Linked DNA regions of Mus musculus: all the other regions are linked to region 1. Evidence: chromatin contacts called from public Hi-C and promoter capture Hi-C data. All regions are on one chromosome and are shown on one strand. The core of a region is the stretch at or near the end of the contact, and the rest is flanking DNA. Distances in the headings are between cores, read along the strand shown. Region 1 holds the start of Ldlrap1 (low density lipoprotein receptor adaptor protein 1). Region 2 holds the start of Eloa (elongin A). Region 3 holds the start of Nudc (nudC nuclear distribution protein). Region 4 holds the start of Gpn2 (GPN-loop GTPase 2). Region 5 holds the start of Zdhhc18 (zinc finger, DHHC domain containing 18).

The links. Promoter capture Hi-C pulls out the DNA fragments that hold promoters and counts their contacts. Hi-C and Micro-C count contacts between places; a contact is called where the count stands out from the background.
Region 2: a contact with region 1 is called in a Hi-C map of B cells, with 7 read pairs. The contact joins the promoter of Eloa here to the promoter of Ldlrap1 in region 1. A contact is called at or near these places in 1 of 39 promoter capture datasets (pre-B cells) and 1 of 484 Hi-C or Micro-C datasets (B cells).
Region 3: a promoter capture Hi-C map of liver shows a contact between it and region 1, with 2.8 times the contacts expected there. The contact joins the promoter of Nudc here to the promoter of Ldlrap1 in region 1. A contact is called at or near these places in 2 of 39 promoter capture datasets (liver and pre-B cells).
Region 4: a promoter capture Hi-C map of liver shows a contact between it and region 1, with 2.4 times the contacts expected there. The contact joins the promoter of Gpn2 here to the promoter of Ldlrap1 in region 1. A contact is called at or near these places in 2 of 39 promoter capture datasets (liver and pre-B cells).
Region 5: a Hi-C map of B cells shows a contact between it and region 1, with 9 read pairs. The contact joins the promoter of Zdhhc18 here to the promoter of Ldlrap1 in region 1. A contact is called at or near these places in 3 of 39 promoter capture datasets (hippocampal neurons, liver and neutrophils) and 1 of 484 Hi-C or Micro-C datasets (B cells).

The regions. Positions count from the first base shown.
Region 1 is chr4:134,766,531-134,769,336 of GRCm38.p6, reverse strand. Ldlrap1 (low density lipoprotein receptor adaptor protein 1) reads left to right here and starts at 1,333. Exons shown (of 9, transcript NM_145554.2): 1 at 1,333-1,521. The coding sequence starts at 1,437.
Region 2 is chr4:136,020,274-136,023,079 of GRCm38.p6, reverse strand. Eloa (elongin A) reads left to right here and starts at 1,431. Exons shown (of 11, transcript NM_013736.4): 1 at 1,431-1,529. The coding sequence starts at 1,455.
Region 3 is chr4:133,544,564-133,547,369 of GRCm38.p6, reverse strand. It overlaps Nudc (nudC nuclear distribution protein), which reads left to right and starts at 1,343. Exons shown (of 8, transcript NM_010948.3): 1 at 1,343-1,565. The coding sequence starts at 1,485.
Region 4 is chr4:133,582,960-133,585,765 of GRCm38.p6, reverse strand. It overlaps Gpn2 (GPN-loop GTPase 2), which reads right to left and starts at 1,393. Exons shown (of 5, transcript NM_133884.2): 1 at 897-1,393. The coding sequence starts at 1,307. It overlaps Gpatch3 (G patch domain containing 3), which reads right to left. Exons shown (of 7, transcript NM_172876.2): 6 at 2,657-2,784; 7 at 1,524-2,147. The coding sequence ends at 1,934.
Region 5 is chr4:133,631,975-133,634,780 of GRCm38.p6, reverse strand. Zdhhc18 (zinc finger, DHHC domain containing 18) reads left to right here and starts at 1,352. Exons shown (of 8, transcript NM_001017968.2): 1 at 1,352-1,702. The coding sequence starts at 1,392.

The DNA of each region.
Region 1 (2,806 bases), core at 84-2,583:
CATCACTCTCTGACTCTTGGGGAACCACAGGTATGTCGTGTCTCCTGCTGTAAAGGAGGCTATGGCTGGCTGTACTGTCCACTCAGGCGGAGCACTTGGAACAGACAGGAGGTTTAGAAAGAGTGGAATGTGAGCCAGGCCTCCTTGGGCAGCTAGAGCACACAGCATGTGTGTCTCCCAGCCAGAAGAGATCTGCTGGCTTCTGAAACTAGCCAGAGGTCACAGCTGCGCTGCTGAAGCCCAGCTTCTGGAAGCCAGGTAGTGAACGCCAGACTCCTTTGGGCACAGTCTGAACCAAGGGTTAGCGGGTTTTTTGGTTTTTTGTTTTGTTTTCTTGGTTTTTTTTTAATAGTTAGAATTCTTTGTTATTTGGGTTTTCTGAGACAAAGTTTCACTCTATACCCCAGGATGCCTTGGAACTTGCAGGAATCCTCCTGCTTCAGCTCCATGAGCGCTATGATTACCGGTCTGAGCCATCGCTCCTGGCTCTAGAGTTAAATTACCAGCTTCCTGGGGCTGGAGCAGGTGCTGCCTTGGAAACAGGCTAGAGCAAGGCTACACACCGAGGGCCTGCCCAGACAGGCCGGTGGGTGCACTACAGATAGGATCACGCTTCATTTGACAGATATCATGACTCAGAGCAGGGAAGGACAGCCTGGGTCACACAGCATGCCTGAGTCTGCGTCTAAGGTTGCAATGTCCCTGAGACTGTGGGGGCAGAGGACAGCTAAGAAAGCTGCTAAGGGCATCTACCAATACACTCCCGATCCTTCCCAGCAAAATTCGCGGCCTTCATTCCCTCGTTCAAAGACTCCCATTGCTTTGGTGCGCCCCTCACTCATATTTATTTAATTATTTACATTTATTTTGTGTATGTAAGCAATGGGGGAGGTGCCACTGTTAGCGCCAGGAGGTCAGAGGACAATTTGCAGGAGTTGATTCTCTTCTTCTACCGTGTTGTCTCCGGGATCATTGTCAAGCTTGGCGGCAAGTGCCTTTATCCACTCGACCCTCTCCTTCCCATCTATCGTTTTTTTCTTTCTCTTATTTTTGAACAAGACCCTTATCGTTCTACCTTTCACTCTTCCCATCGGTGAAACGGTATCCAGGTGCCTTTTAGCTGAGCTATCTAGAAGGCCATGGGATCCCGTAGCTAGAGAACGGGGAAAGGCGCTGGGCTGGGAGCCTTGGTGGGTTCTGAGTTTAGGAACACCGCGCGTGCAGCCTCGGAGCCGGTCCAGGTCCGGGAAGGGCGGGGTTGCGCTCTAGGGGCGTGGCGGTGGGCGTAGCCCCTCCGGCCCCGCCCCTAGACGTCGCGGGGAGGGCGGGGGAGGAGCGCAGCGGGCGCGCGCCGCCTGGCCCGGCGGAAAGTTTTCCTGGAGGAGTTTTGGCGGCGGTAGCGGCGTCAGTGGCGGCGGCGACAACCGGAGCGGGCCATGGACGCGCTCAAGTCGGCGGGGCGCGCGCTAATCCGGAGCCCCAGTCTGGCCAAGCAGAGCTGGGCGGGCGGCCGGCACCGCAGTGAGTGTATGCGCCCCGGGTCGGGCCTCCGCCGAGCTCCGGGCCAAGGTGGACTGGGTGGCTTCGTCCCGCCCCGCGCGGCGGGGCCGGGGGTCATGTCCGGCTGCACGTCTGGGGCAGGTCGACAGGGATCAGGCTTAACTCGGGGTCCCCAGGTGTGGCGCGAAGGGGACGTCTAGAGCCTCTCTACCCACTCCAGCACAACCTACAGGGTCCCCTCTGGACGCTGGAGTTTCGCAGGTCCCTGCCTCGAGGGGCGATCCCAGCCCGGGTGCCATTCAGGGTCCCGCTTCCTCCCCTCTGGACGCGTCCAGGTGGCGAGGCTGGAGCCCAGGCTATTTACAAACCCTGTTTTCCTCCGTACTTTTCCTTGGGGGCTGGTCCGAGTCCCTGGGCACCTAGGCAAAAGGCAGACTCAGACTCGCTGCCATTTCTCCCGGGAGTCTGGAAGGGTGGAGAGGAGCCTCCCCCAGCCACCTCTCGGGTTACTTTCGGAGAGCCGTCACCTGGCACCCTCCCCCGAGGCCTGAGAAACCTAGCTTAGGTCCCTCCTCCCTTTTCATTCGCGTGGGATGATCACCCAGGCCTTCCCTTTCTGATGTGAAGCCAAAGTACCCGGGCTCGCGGCACACCCTCACCTGCCACCTACCTGGGGCCCCCCACCTCTCCCACTAACAGTACCCCCTCCCCGCCCCCAGCTTCTCGTCAGCACCTTCCCTTGCCGGGCTCCACCAGGGGAGCCCGAGTTTCCTAGTCCCTGGAGCGCCAGCGTGTCTGGGCCTCGGGAGCCCGCCCTGCCCCTCCTCATTCCCACTGTGGTGTTCCAGTTGTGGGCTCCTCCTAGCCCTGACTGGCATCGGGAACGCGTGCTGGTGCCTACTGGCGGGGGTGGGGTCAGAGGCCCCTTGGGCAGGGCATGTACTGACTTCCACACTTAACTACCAAAATAGCCCTTCAAAAATTCGTGGGATGTGACCAGGGCTTCTGAGTGTGACCTTCTCTTCCAGTGGACGAACCCTGTGGTTTTTCTACTGGGACAAGAGAGAGAAGGGTGGGTGGGGAAGAGGTCTGAAGGGGAGGGAGCCAGGAAGCAGGGGATGAATCTAGGGCATCAGGGTACATTTTGGATGGTGAGAAGTTTCCCTTCCAGCTCCAGCCTTAAGGCCGATCACTTGTTCTTAGTGATTCTGTTTCCTATCCTGGAAAATAGGGATAAAATTCCTGCGGGGCTGGGGATGTGTGTGTTGTGTTTGGTAGGATGCTTGCCTTAGCTTGCAGGAAGCCC
Region 2 (2,806 bases), core at 182-2,681, 1.3 Mb before region 1:
TATATAGCTCAGGCTATATAACTAGTTCCAGGGTAGCCAAGGCTACCTACTGAGACAATGCCTCAACATTTATTCTTTCTTATTTAAAAGATTTATTTTTGGCATTCACCTTTAATCCCAGCACTTGGGAGGCAGAGGCAGGTGGATTTCTGAGTTCAAGGCCAGCCTGGTCTACAAAGTGAGTTCCAGGACAGCCAGGGATATACAGGTTTTTTGAGACAGGGTTTCTCTGTGTAACTCTGGTTGTCCTGGAACTCCCTCTGTAGACCAGGCTGGCCTTGAACTCAGAAATCCACCTGCCTCTGCCTCCCAAGTGCTGGGATTAAAGGCATGCATCACCACTGCCTGGCTCTTTTCTTTTCTTTTTTTCTTTTTTGGTTTTTCGAGACAGGGTTTCTCTGTATAGCCCTGGCTGTCCTGGAATTCACTTTGTAGACCAGGCTGGCCTTGAACTCAGAAATCCTCCTGCCTCTACCTCCCGAGTGCTGGGATTAAAGGCGTGCACCACCACGCCCAGCGGCTCTTTTCTGACAGAATCTCATGTAGTTCAGTTTGGTTTTTAATATATTATGACTTTTTATTCATTATGATTTAATTTATTTTTAAATGGAGCCAGGTGGTGGTGGCATACAACTTTAATCCTGGCCCTTAGGACGTAGAGGCAGGTGGATCTCTGTGAGTTTAAGGCTAGCTTCGTCTACAGAGTGAGTTCCAGGACCTCCAAGGCTACACATAGAAATCCTTTTTGAGAAAAGAAATAAAAAGAAAGAGAGAAAGAAAGAAAGGAAAGAAAGAAAGAAAAGAAAAGAATGTCACATGAACAGTCTAATAAAAGGGGCTGCTCTCTGATTTTGCAGACAAGGTGGTTAATAATGTGTTATTATTTTTATTTCTAGTGTTTCAAATTGCCTTGAAACCAGACAGCCTGGATTGCTTTCCCAAAATTACAATACCGTTAAGTTACTTTAAAATTACACGATTTCTTTTATTGCGAGGGTGTGTCACAGCTTGCAGGTGGAAGTCAGATAATTTACCTGAGTCAGTTCTTTCCTTCCACTCCAAGGGTCCCTGGAGCCGCGTCGGACCCTGATCACTGACTCCACCCACCCTTAGGCGAAAACGAGCGTATGACTGGAAAGGCGGTGCGTGAGAGTTAAAGCCAGAGTTTGGCTTGCAGAATACAGGCTTGGGGGCGTGGCTGGTTGCGTGGCTCTGGGTTGGGCGTGTCGGGGGCGTGACCTGTGCTGTATTCGACAGATCGCCGTGATATAGTGGGCGTGGTCTGGCGCGGGGGCGGGTCCTGAGGCCTTCCACACATACACACACCCCCAGCGGAGGCCCGGAAGGGACCATTCGCGCTTCCGTCTCCGCCGGGCCCTCACGGAGGGCGGAGTTGCGGCCCGAGGACGCGACGCGAGCCCAGTTCCGGCGAGGAGGCCGCGCCAGTGACAGCGATGGCGGCGGAGTCGGCGCTCCAAGTTGTGGAGAAGCTCCAGGCGCGCCTGGCTGCGAACCCGGACCCCAAGAAGGTGAGCGGCGGGCGGGCGGGCGGCGCGGGCGGGCGTTGGGCGCGGCGCGGGCCCTGTAACGGTCGCGGGCAGGGCGCAGTGGGGTTCTCCTCCGACCCGGAGCCAGGCCCCACGGAGCGGCGCGGGGCAGTGGGGAGTTCGCGGCCGGCGGGCGCACCCCGGCTGGGGGCTGAGGACTGGAGGGGCGGCCGGGCCTTGCGGCTCTCCCCGGGGTTCGGGCAGCCGCGCCAGCTGTTTCCCCGTTGCAGCCGAGCGACTCCGTCCGCTGCTTGGGGGTCCTGCGGCTCGAGGACCCCTGTGCTGTACCCTGCCCTTTAGCCGAGAAAACGGGGAACGCCTTGGGGTTTTTCGAGCTCTGCTCCTGGAGCTCGGGTCCTGGATGAGGGCGTGAGCGTGTTAACTCCGCTCTGACATACTGGAAGGTGGGACCAGGCTGTGATGAGCAACCATGTTTAATTGCACTTAACTACTTTGTTGCTCCTTTTTAGAAACTGTTACTTTTTAAATACATTGTATCCCCTCGCGGTCCCCCGGGTGTCTAGGCTTCTCTGAGCTCTACGAAGAGGGTATGGTGGGAATTAGAATCGTTTTCACTGTAGTCTCTAGCCGAAAACACCAAAGGGTGTGACATGGCTTGTCAGCATTCTAGCCTGGGCCTGAGGTTCCTAAAAGGTGAAGTGTCCAGCGAGCTGAGTGGAAGAGGAAGTGGTGGAGGGAGACAGCGAGCGGACTTACACATGCAATCTAGGTTCCTAGCCAGCACCAGCTCGGGACTTTGGAGGAGTTCTCTGCTCGACCTGTCCCTTCTCTAGTTTCTTCCTGAAATACCAGCTAGACCCAAGTGCTCTTTATAAGTGTTAATCACCATCAGAATTTCCAGTCAGGGACCCCATTCACTCTTCTTGTTCCTAGTTGGGTCACTACCTCTCAACCTCCGGGCCACTTTTTAACTACCCTCCTTTAGCTCAGAGATACACTTCTTCAGAAGCTGTTGTTATAAGTCAGCGAAAACGTAAATGTTTCAATTGTCTTGTGTTTTACTTTCTTTGGAGGCCTTGGGGACCTTTGGTCAGACATATTTACAAGTTCTTTTTACAATAACCCTTTGTGGGCATCTAATAAATGGTCATTATTTCCAAGTCCCAGATTGTCTTTCTGAACACTATAAGATTTGTGACTGACCTTAAAGTAACCACCCTCATTTTGTTGTTTCTGCCATCAGGTTAAAAAAAATAAAAATCCTCCATGTAATATAATATCTGTAGGGTTTTTTTCCC
Region 3 (2,806 bases), core at 94-2,593, 1.2 Mb after region 1:
TTTCTTTTCTTTTTTTTTGAGACAGGGTTTCTCTGTATAGCCCTGGCTGTCCTGGAACTCACTCTGTAGACCAGGCTGGCCTCGAACTCAGAAATCCACCTGTCTCTGCCTCCCAAGTGCTGGGATTAAAGGCACCTGCCACCACTGCCTGGCTTGTACTAGGGTTTCTTTTGCTGTGATGAAATACTATGACCAAAAACAGATTGGGGAGAAAAAGGTTTATTTGGCTTACATTTCCACATATTAGTCCATCTTTGAAGAAAGTAAGAATAGAAACTCAAACAGGGTAGGAACCTGGAGGCAGGAGCTGATGCAGAGATCATAGAAGGTGTTGCTTCCTTATAGAACTCAAGACCACTAGCCCACAGATAGCCCCACCCACTGTGGGCTGACCTTCTCCATCAATCACTAATTAAGAAAACACCCTACAGGTTTGCCTACAGAAGGATCTTAAGGATGCATTTTCTCAATTGTGGCACCCTCCTCTCTGCTGACTCTAATGTCAAGTTGATATAAAATTAATCAGCACAGCTTCTAACATGGAGATGACCCAGACCAGCTCTCAGAGACCTCAATCTGATAGAAGGAACCTGCTCTTTGGGAGTGACGTTCAACCCTTAAGAGTTCCTATTCCAAGGTGTGAGATAGCCAGGCTCTCTGGAAAAGTTAATGTAATAATCTTGTAACAGTATAGCACTCTCAGGTTTACAAAGTAATAAATAAATGTACGCGCCGGCGGTGGGGAATCTTCAGGCTATACAAGCCTGCATGCAATCTCAGTGCTTGGAAGTGAAGGCAGGCAGGCCAGGAACACAAGTTTGTCTTTGCCTTGGATACACGGGGCATGTCTCAACAAAACAAAACAAGCCATCACCTCTGCCGTCAACAGCAACGACAAAACAAACAAACAAAAAAACAGAAAAACTAAGGATTTTCAGACAGTAATGAAAGAGCATTAATCCTAGTGCAAACAGTTTGTAAAACTGTTCTACTCAAACTACAGTTTTGTGCTCTTTTCTTAAACGTCTAGTAGGTTGACCCTTTGGTGAGTGCTTTCTTCCTGAGTCTTAACTGCGGCTTGTAGGAGGAGAAGGCTAACAGTATCACTTGATCAAAACTTCCAGCCCTATTAAGATGTGAGCTCAGAGCTTTCTAGAAAGCTCCCAGGTATCTGGTGACCATAGCAACTCAAGCCAAACTCTGCGGCAGCGAGCCCCGCCCACTGCCTTGGGACCGCGACTGTTGATTTGCTCCTCGGCTTAGCCAATGGCCAGAGAAGCGGGTTGTGTTCCGGGAGCTCAATGGGCACCGATGGGCGGGGAGGCGGGAAGAAAGCCGGGAAGGGCGAACCCGCACGGCCGGGCGGCTCCTGCGTGTTTCCGGCTCCGCTGCGGAAGGCTAGCGAGGGGAGCCGTTGGGCCCGCGCGAACCGTGGGGAGCGCGGGCATCGCAGAACGCGAGTGCGGAGCTCGGGGCGCAGCACGATGGGAGGGGAGCAGGAGGAGGAGCGCTTCGACGGCATGCTGCTGGCCATGGCGCAGCAGCACGAGGGCGGCGTGCAGGAGGTAAACGACGTGGCCCGCGCCGCAGCCCTTCTCCGCGGTCGGCCGAGACCTCCCCCACCCCGGCCGCGCGGGTCCCCGGGTCCCCGCGTCCCAGCTTCCGGTCTGCCCAGCCCGCGAGTGAAGTCTCGCTCCAACGCCGTCAGCGCCCTGCACTTAGCCCCCAAGAGCAGTTTTCGTTGTCCCAGAGTGACCCCAGAGCTTCCGCACCCACTCTGCGCTCCACGGGTGTTTCTGCTTTCATTTTAATGGTTACTGTGTAGAGCATCCCTAATGGTGGTTACTCTTTAGAGCATCTCTGGGCCGACTCTTCTCGATATGATCTGCATCTTACCCAAAGTGGAGCCTGCCTATCAATACTGTGTAGGGTAGTGAGAGCCCGGGGGGGCGGTTAGCACGTGGTCTCTTTATACTTGAAAGTATACTGACTGAGGAAGTGAGCCGGAGACCTGTAGGTTAAGCTCCCTCCTGGTTTATCCTCAGTTACCTCGTCTGTGAGGTGAAGCTTAGGAATATCAGTTCCTGTTGTTTTTTTTTCTTGAGTCAGGGTCTTGCTCTATATCCCTGGCTTACGCAGAACTTGCTATATAGACCAAGTGACTTCCAAATCAGGGTTATTCTTCCTCTGTCTTCAGAGTGCGGGAACTTGGATATGGGCCACCCTGCCTAGCACCTAAGTACTTGTCATTGTCGTGTACCAGACACATAATAAGACTGGGTCCTGGGGATGCAGACACGGAAGAGACTAGGCTTTGCATTTGGGGAATTTGTTGAGGGTTTCTTGCTTTAAAAAATTATTTGGAGCCGGGTGTTGCTTTAATCCCAGCACTCAGGAGCCAGAGGCAGGTGGATCTTTGAATTTGAGGCCAGCCTAGTCTACAGAATGGGTTCTAGTACAGCTTGGGCTACACGGAGAAGCCTTGTCTCAGAAAAAAAACAAAACCAAAGAAATTTATTATTATTATTATTATTATTATTATTATTAGTAGTAGTAGTAGTGTTTGTGACAGGACAGTTTTAAGGGGCCAGTTTATTCCTGCCACCAGTATCTGGGTTTTTAGGGTTGAGTTGCTAGGATTTTGAGGCAGTCAATTTTACCCAGTGATTCATCTTGCTGGTCAGGATAAGATGGTGCGTGACTGGAGTCCTAGCACTGGGGAGGAAGAGGCAGGAAAATTGCTACAAGTTAGAGGTTAGCCTGGTCTGTATAGCAACTTCTAAGCCAATCAGGGATATATAGTAAG
Region 4 (2,806 bases), core at 144-2,643, 1.2 Mb after region 1:
TCTATTCCTTCCTTAGTACTGTTCTATTCCTTCCTTAGTACTGTTCTATTCCTTCCTTAGTACTGTTTTATTCCTTCCTTAGTACTGTTCTATTCCTTCCTTAGTACTGTTCTATTTCCTGTTCATGTGCCTGCTTGAGACAGGGCTTGATGGCCCAGAACTCTTTCTGCCTCCACACCACATTGCTGGGGTTACAGGCCTGAGATATTTTCCTGCCTCTTGTTCTTAATTTTTTTTTTCCAAGACAGGGTTTCTCCGTGTAGTCCTGGCTGTCCTAGAACTCACTCTGTAGACCAGGCTGGCCTCGAACTCAGAAATCAGCCTGCCTCTGCCTCCCAAATGCTGGGATTAAAGGCGTGCACCACCACCGCCAGGCAACTTAATTTAAATTTAATAACATCATGTCCTCCTCCAAGAAGATAGGGGGCAATTTTACCATTTTGTCCTTCCTACTATTCTGGGGACCAAACCCAGGGACTGTGGCCTCTGCTTGTTAGACAAGTTCTCTACCACTGAGCTAATCTCCAACACCTCTTCCAAGGTCTCTTGCACAGTTCCTGCAGTGGACAAAGGGTTCAAATCACACTGCACCTACCTCTCTACTCTTTCATCACACTTCTGAACACCAACTAACCAATCACTAAGCCACTTTCTGTGTAGTCACTTCCACTGTTTTTAAAATTGGGAACTGTCACATTCATTTTAGAGATGACAAAACTGAGTGAAAGGACTTTCCAAGACCATGAAATGAGTTGGGGCCGAGCTAAAATTCTATCTCAGAGGCTTTAGTTCTGCTTCAAACTTAACTCAGCCGCTATCTCCCAATGTAACTTGGGGGCGTGGCACCTATCCGCCTCCCGGTCTCAGGGATTCCTTCTGCCCGACCCGAGACACACCCTGAGGTCCCACTGGGCCATTTGGGAGAAGATGCTGCGTAGGGCGGTGTGGTGCGTGCAGAGCTCCACCTGGCCGGGGCAGTCGAAGAGAAAGTAGTGGCCTCGCAGGGGCTCCAGCTTGGCGCGCAGCCAGTCCAGGTTGGCTTCCAGGTACTCCATGCAGTAGAGCAGGCCACCGTTGGGCCCCAGGCGCAGCGCGTCCATCACGTCGCCCAGCCCCACCAGCTCGCCCACGTCCACCGCACACTCGTAAGGCAGTCCGTCGTTAGCGGGGTCCAGGTTCACCACCGCCACGCGCCGCCCCAGAGCGCGCAGGAACTCACTCATGCCCAGGCAGTACGTGGTCTTCCCCGAGCCCGGGGGCCCGATCACTGCCTGCCCGAAGGCCGTAGTCGGGGCGGCCCCCGCCATGGGTGGAGCTGGCAGCCCACGGGCGCCTCACCAAGTAAACTCAAGCAGAAAAACGAACAAACTACCCGGCAAGGAAGGGAAAAGTTCCGACTTCCGGATTCCGCCGGAACTTGTCTGGAGAGGAAGTCCCACCCACACGGCCACGGCATAGGCTGTGGTCACGCAACCGCACACCTCCGGTTTTAAGATTTCCCCAGGCTTCACTAAGGCAGATCTCCATGCCGGGTAAACTGGTTTATTCTCGCACCGATCCGTCTCTAGGCAGAGGGTAGACGTGGTAAGGGACCGCGACGCTCTCTGGATCAATTCTCTGGTCCCCTTTCCCAGCTTCACGGAGCTCTTCAGACAACCCTCAAACCCGACTGGACGGTGCCACAGGCAGTCCAGATCTTCACTGTTCTGGGCAAACCCAAACAAGCACTAGGGCCTGGAGACCAAGGGAAGGCCTTTAGGCACAAACACCCCAGGAGACGGAGGGGCTTTTGGTGATATCATCTTTGAGGTAGAGAAACTGGGCATGCTCAGGGCTGCTCCCAGGCTCTGGGCTGCTTCTCAGGTCCACAGGGCAAGATCCAGGCAGAGGGCTAAGTCCCTGCCGCAGAGTGATCCTGACCAAGGACATAGGCTCACTCGGGCTCAGGTCTGTCCAAGGCACAGCTAGAACCCTTCACAAAAGTCATATCTGTCCGAAACTTCATGCTGGTGGGTGGCTGGCGCCGGAGCAAGGTCTCCCCCTGGTCTTGGGGCAGAGGCTCATCATAGATGGTGGAAATGAGCCCCAAGCCAGTTCGACGGGGCCTCTTCAGTTGCCTAAATGGCTGTAACTTCTCTCCATGGTATCTGGATAAAACAGAGCTCTTGGTGAGAAGGCTGCTCTCTTCAAAGCCCAGTAAAGAGGTTAGCAAGAGACAGGAAGTAATTACTACATATCTGGTTTGTTCTATCAGAGCGGTCTCATGCTCATAGCACAAGAACCCGGGGCAAGGACACACTCACTCCTGAGCCACACCTCCAGCACCAAAGACAAAGCATTGTCTCCAAATTCTGCTCTCCAGCCTCTGGAGAGGAGTGTCAACTATCAGGGACCTGGGAATTTTCATTTCCACAACAGACTCCCTTATGAAGCCAAAACCCAGACTTGAGGAAATGACTTCCCTGAGGGCCCCGTGATCCTTTAAGTTGTAGGATTGGGTTTAAAATGAAAATAAGGACAGTGTCATCTATTTCTACACCTGCTGTGAAGCTGTTCATTTAGAGGGGCCCACACCCACCTCAAAACAATGGCAAGAGGGAAAGCAGACAGCAGCACAGCTGGACAATGGCCTAGGGAGCCCCTCAGGTGCACTCACCCCAAGCCGCGCTTGCATCTAGGATGCTGGCCATCTCCATCCAGGGCCTCAGGCACCCCGGAGCACCTGCTGCCCAGGCCCTGGCCTTCAGCCCAGCCCTGGCGCTCCATCACCTTCCGGCCGATGCCCTGCAAAGGAAGAAGCGAGAGT
Region 5 (2,806 bases), core at 103-2,602, 1.1 Mb after region 1:
GTTAAGAGTACTTGCCGAACAATCATGGGTGCCCCAGTTCAGACCCCAGCATCTACCTAACCATTTAGGTATCTTACAGTGAACTTCGGCTCTGAAGGATCTGAGACCTTCTTCAGGCCTCCATGCATACGTAGGCCTGCCCTCTCGGTCTCCCCACGTGCACGTTCAGTCACACAAACACAAATGATCTGTCTTAGGGCAGGTGGAGCAGCTCAGTGCTAGAGACAGGGGTTGCCCAGCTGGTGAGGTCCTGGGTGGGATACTCAAGTATCCCAAAAGCAAAACAATCCCTGTTCTTTTGTTTTGTTTTTCGAGACAGGGTTTCTCTGTGTAGCCCTGGCTGTTCTGGAACTCACTCTGTAGACCTGGCTGGCCTCGAACTTAGAAATTCGCCTGCCTCTGCCTCCCAAGTGCTGGGAGTAAAGGCGTGGGCCACCATAGCCAGCTAGCAATCCCTGTTTTCACAAATGGATGCTAAACTCTCCTTGTCAGGTTCAGGAAGTGCACAAGTCCTTCAGAGAAACCTCGCTGGTGAGCCACTGCAATGAGCTCTAGTAACTTTGGGTGGAGTTTCAGCAAAACTCCCAGGCCTCCAGTCACATCACGAGAAATAAGTTCCACCATCAACTTGAATGGTTTGCAAGGAGGCTGGACCCCATTTGCTCCAGATAAGACTGCCTGATTTAGCCCTATGAGCTTTGGGGGTGATGCATGTAAAAGAATTTGCTAAAATATTTCTGGACTTCCGACCTGAGTCCTAGAAAATATAGTGTGCGCGTGTGTGTGTGTGTTTTCAGCTGAAACAGGGACTCACTTGTAGCCCAGCTCGTTGCAAATTCACCTTGGACCTTGGCCTGAAGGTCCTTGAACCCTACTTGTCTCAGTCACCAGGAGTTAGCCCACCCCAGTTCCTGGTTGGTTAGGTCTGTTGTGAAAACACCCACCTGAAAAAAGTTTGGGGCCCTTAGGCATGATCTCCATTTGGGGATTATCTAGAACCCAGGGTTGAACCTAGGACAGCAGGGAGGGAAAGACTAAAGGATATTTCACTCACACCCCTTTAGACACTCGGAACTTTCAAAGCACCCTTACCAGCTTGCCCTCAGAGGTGGGCGAGCCTGGAGTGCCTGAGCTGTCCCCTGAATCTCTGACTCCTAAGGCAGGGTCTGAGAGCACCGGCAGCTGAGGGAGCCCTGGAGGCCGCATCTGCAGAGCCCGGGCTGGGCGCAGGAGGCGCTGCGGAGCGAGCCGGGGGCGGGGCGGCAGCGGAGAGGCCAACCCGAGCGAGCCTGCCTGCCCGCCCGCCAGCGCCGCGCGCGCCGCCGCCACCTCCGCTGCTCGGCCCGGTCCCGGAGCGGCCGGGCGCGGAGCCGAGGCCCGCGGCCGGCCGCATGAAGGACTGCGAGTACCAGCAGATAAGCCCCGGGGCCGCCCCGCCGCCCGCCTCCCCCGGGGCGCGTCGCCCCGGCCCCGCCGCGCCCCCTGCTCCAAGCCCCGGGCCCGCGCCTGGCGCGCCGCGCTGGAGCGGCAGCGGCAGCGGCAGCGGGAGCCTGGGCCGCCGGCCCCGGCGTAAGTGGGAGGTGTTCCCGGGCCGCAACCGCTTCTACTGCGGAGGCCGGCTCATGCTGGCCGGCCACGGCGGCGTCTTCGCGCTCACGCTGCTGCTCATCCTCAGCACCACCATCCTCTTCTTCGTCTTCGAGTGAGTTCGCCCACCCCCACCCCGGCACTGCGTCCCCGGCCGCCGCTCCTTCCCCGCCCGCATCCGTGAGCCCTCGGGCCTCCGCCCGCCGCCCCGGAACCCCGGAACCCCTTCTCGCCACCCGGACCTTGGGTGCCCCGCCCGGGTCACCAGCTTTTGCCGGGTCCCTCAGGTCCACCTGCGGTCACTCACTGGCTGGTTCTTGCCTATCCCAGGCTCTTTCTGACCCTTCTAGGCGTCTTTCATTCCTGTCCTCAGACAAGTAAGTTTTTGTGTCCTTTGGCTGTGGACACCCTACCATGAATTTTTCTAGGCGTCCTCTCAAGTCCCTCCAAGGTTCTACAGGGTCCTGGCTCCCACACCCGCTTTCCCTCAGTCATGGTCACCCTAGGCCCGGAGGCAGTCCTCCCTAAAGCATCTCTGGGCCTCTCAGACAGGCCCTTCTCTCTCCAGCACTTTCCTTAGTTTCTCCAAAGCTTCTTCCCGACGCTCTCTTAGCTCCCTAGTCCTCTAGGTGTCTCCCACCCTGCCCTGTCTCTTTCCCCTCCGGACACTCTGCATCCCTCGGTGGCGGTCCACCACCGGGACAGCGGGCGGCATCAAGATCCTTTTCAGGAAAGAGACCTGAGTGCTTTCACACGGCCTGTCTTATTTGCCCCTATGGGCTTCTGACCTTTTCCCAGTGACCTAGGGTTGGCCTACACTGTAGCTCCGTTTTAGGACTGAAGGATGGAGGAGTGGCTGCTTATAGTTTTCTCGGGCCACTCATGCATCCAAAGTTTCCACCCACCCTCAGCCTCTAGCTGGAGTCACTTGCCCTGTGACTCCTTGAGGGCACATACACCCCCACTTGAACGCACCCGGGGTGAGTCCCACCTTTCCCTCCTACTTCTTCCTATTGGTTTCTTTTATTATTCATTATGGTTAAGAACTCCATCTCTGGCTCCAGTCCCAGCTCCACCTCCCACTAATTGTGTGGCCTGCAGGCAGTCATTTTACGTTTCCAAACCTCAGTGCCCTCACCTGTAGAATGGGGACTTTAATAGTACCCACCCCCGACAGGGTTCTATTGAGATTGGTCATGCTTGCAAGCCTTTAGCTTTT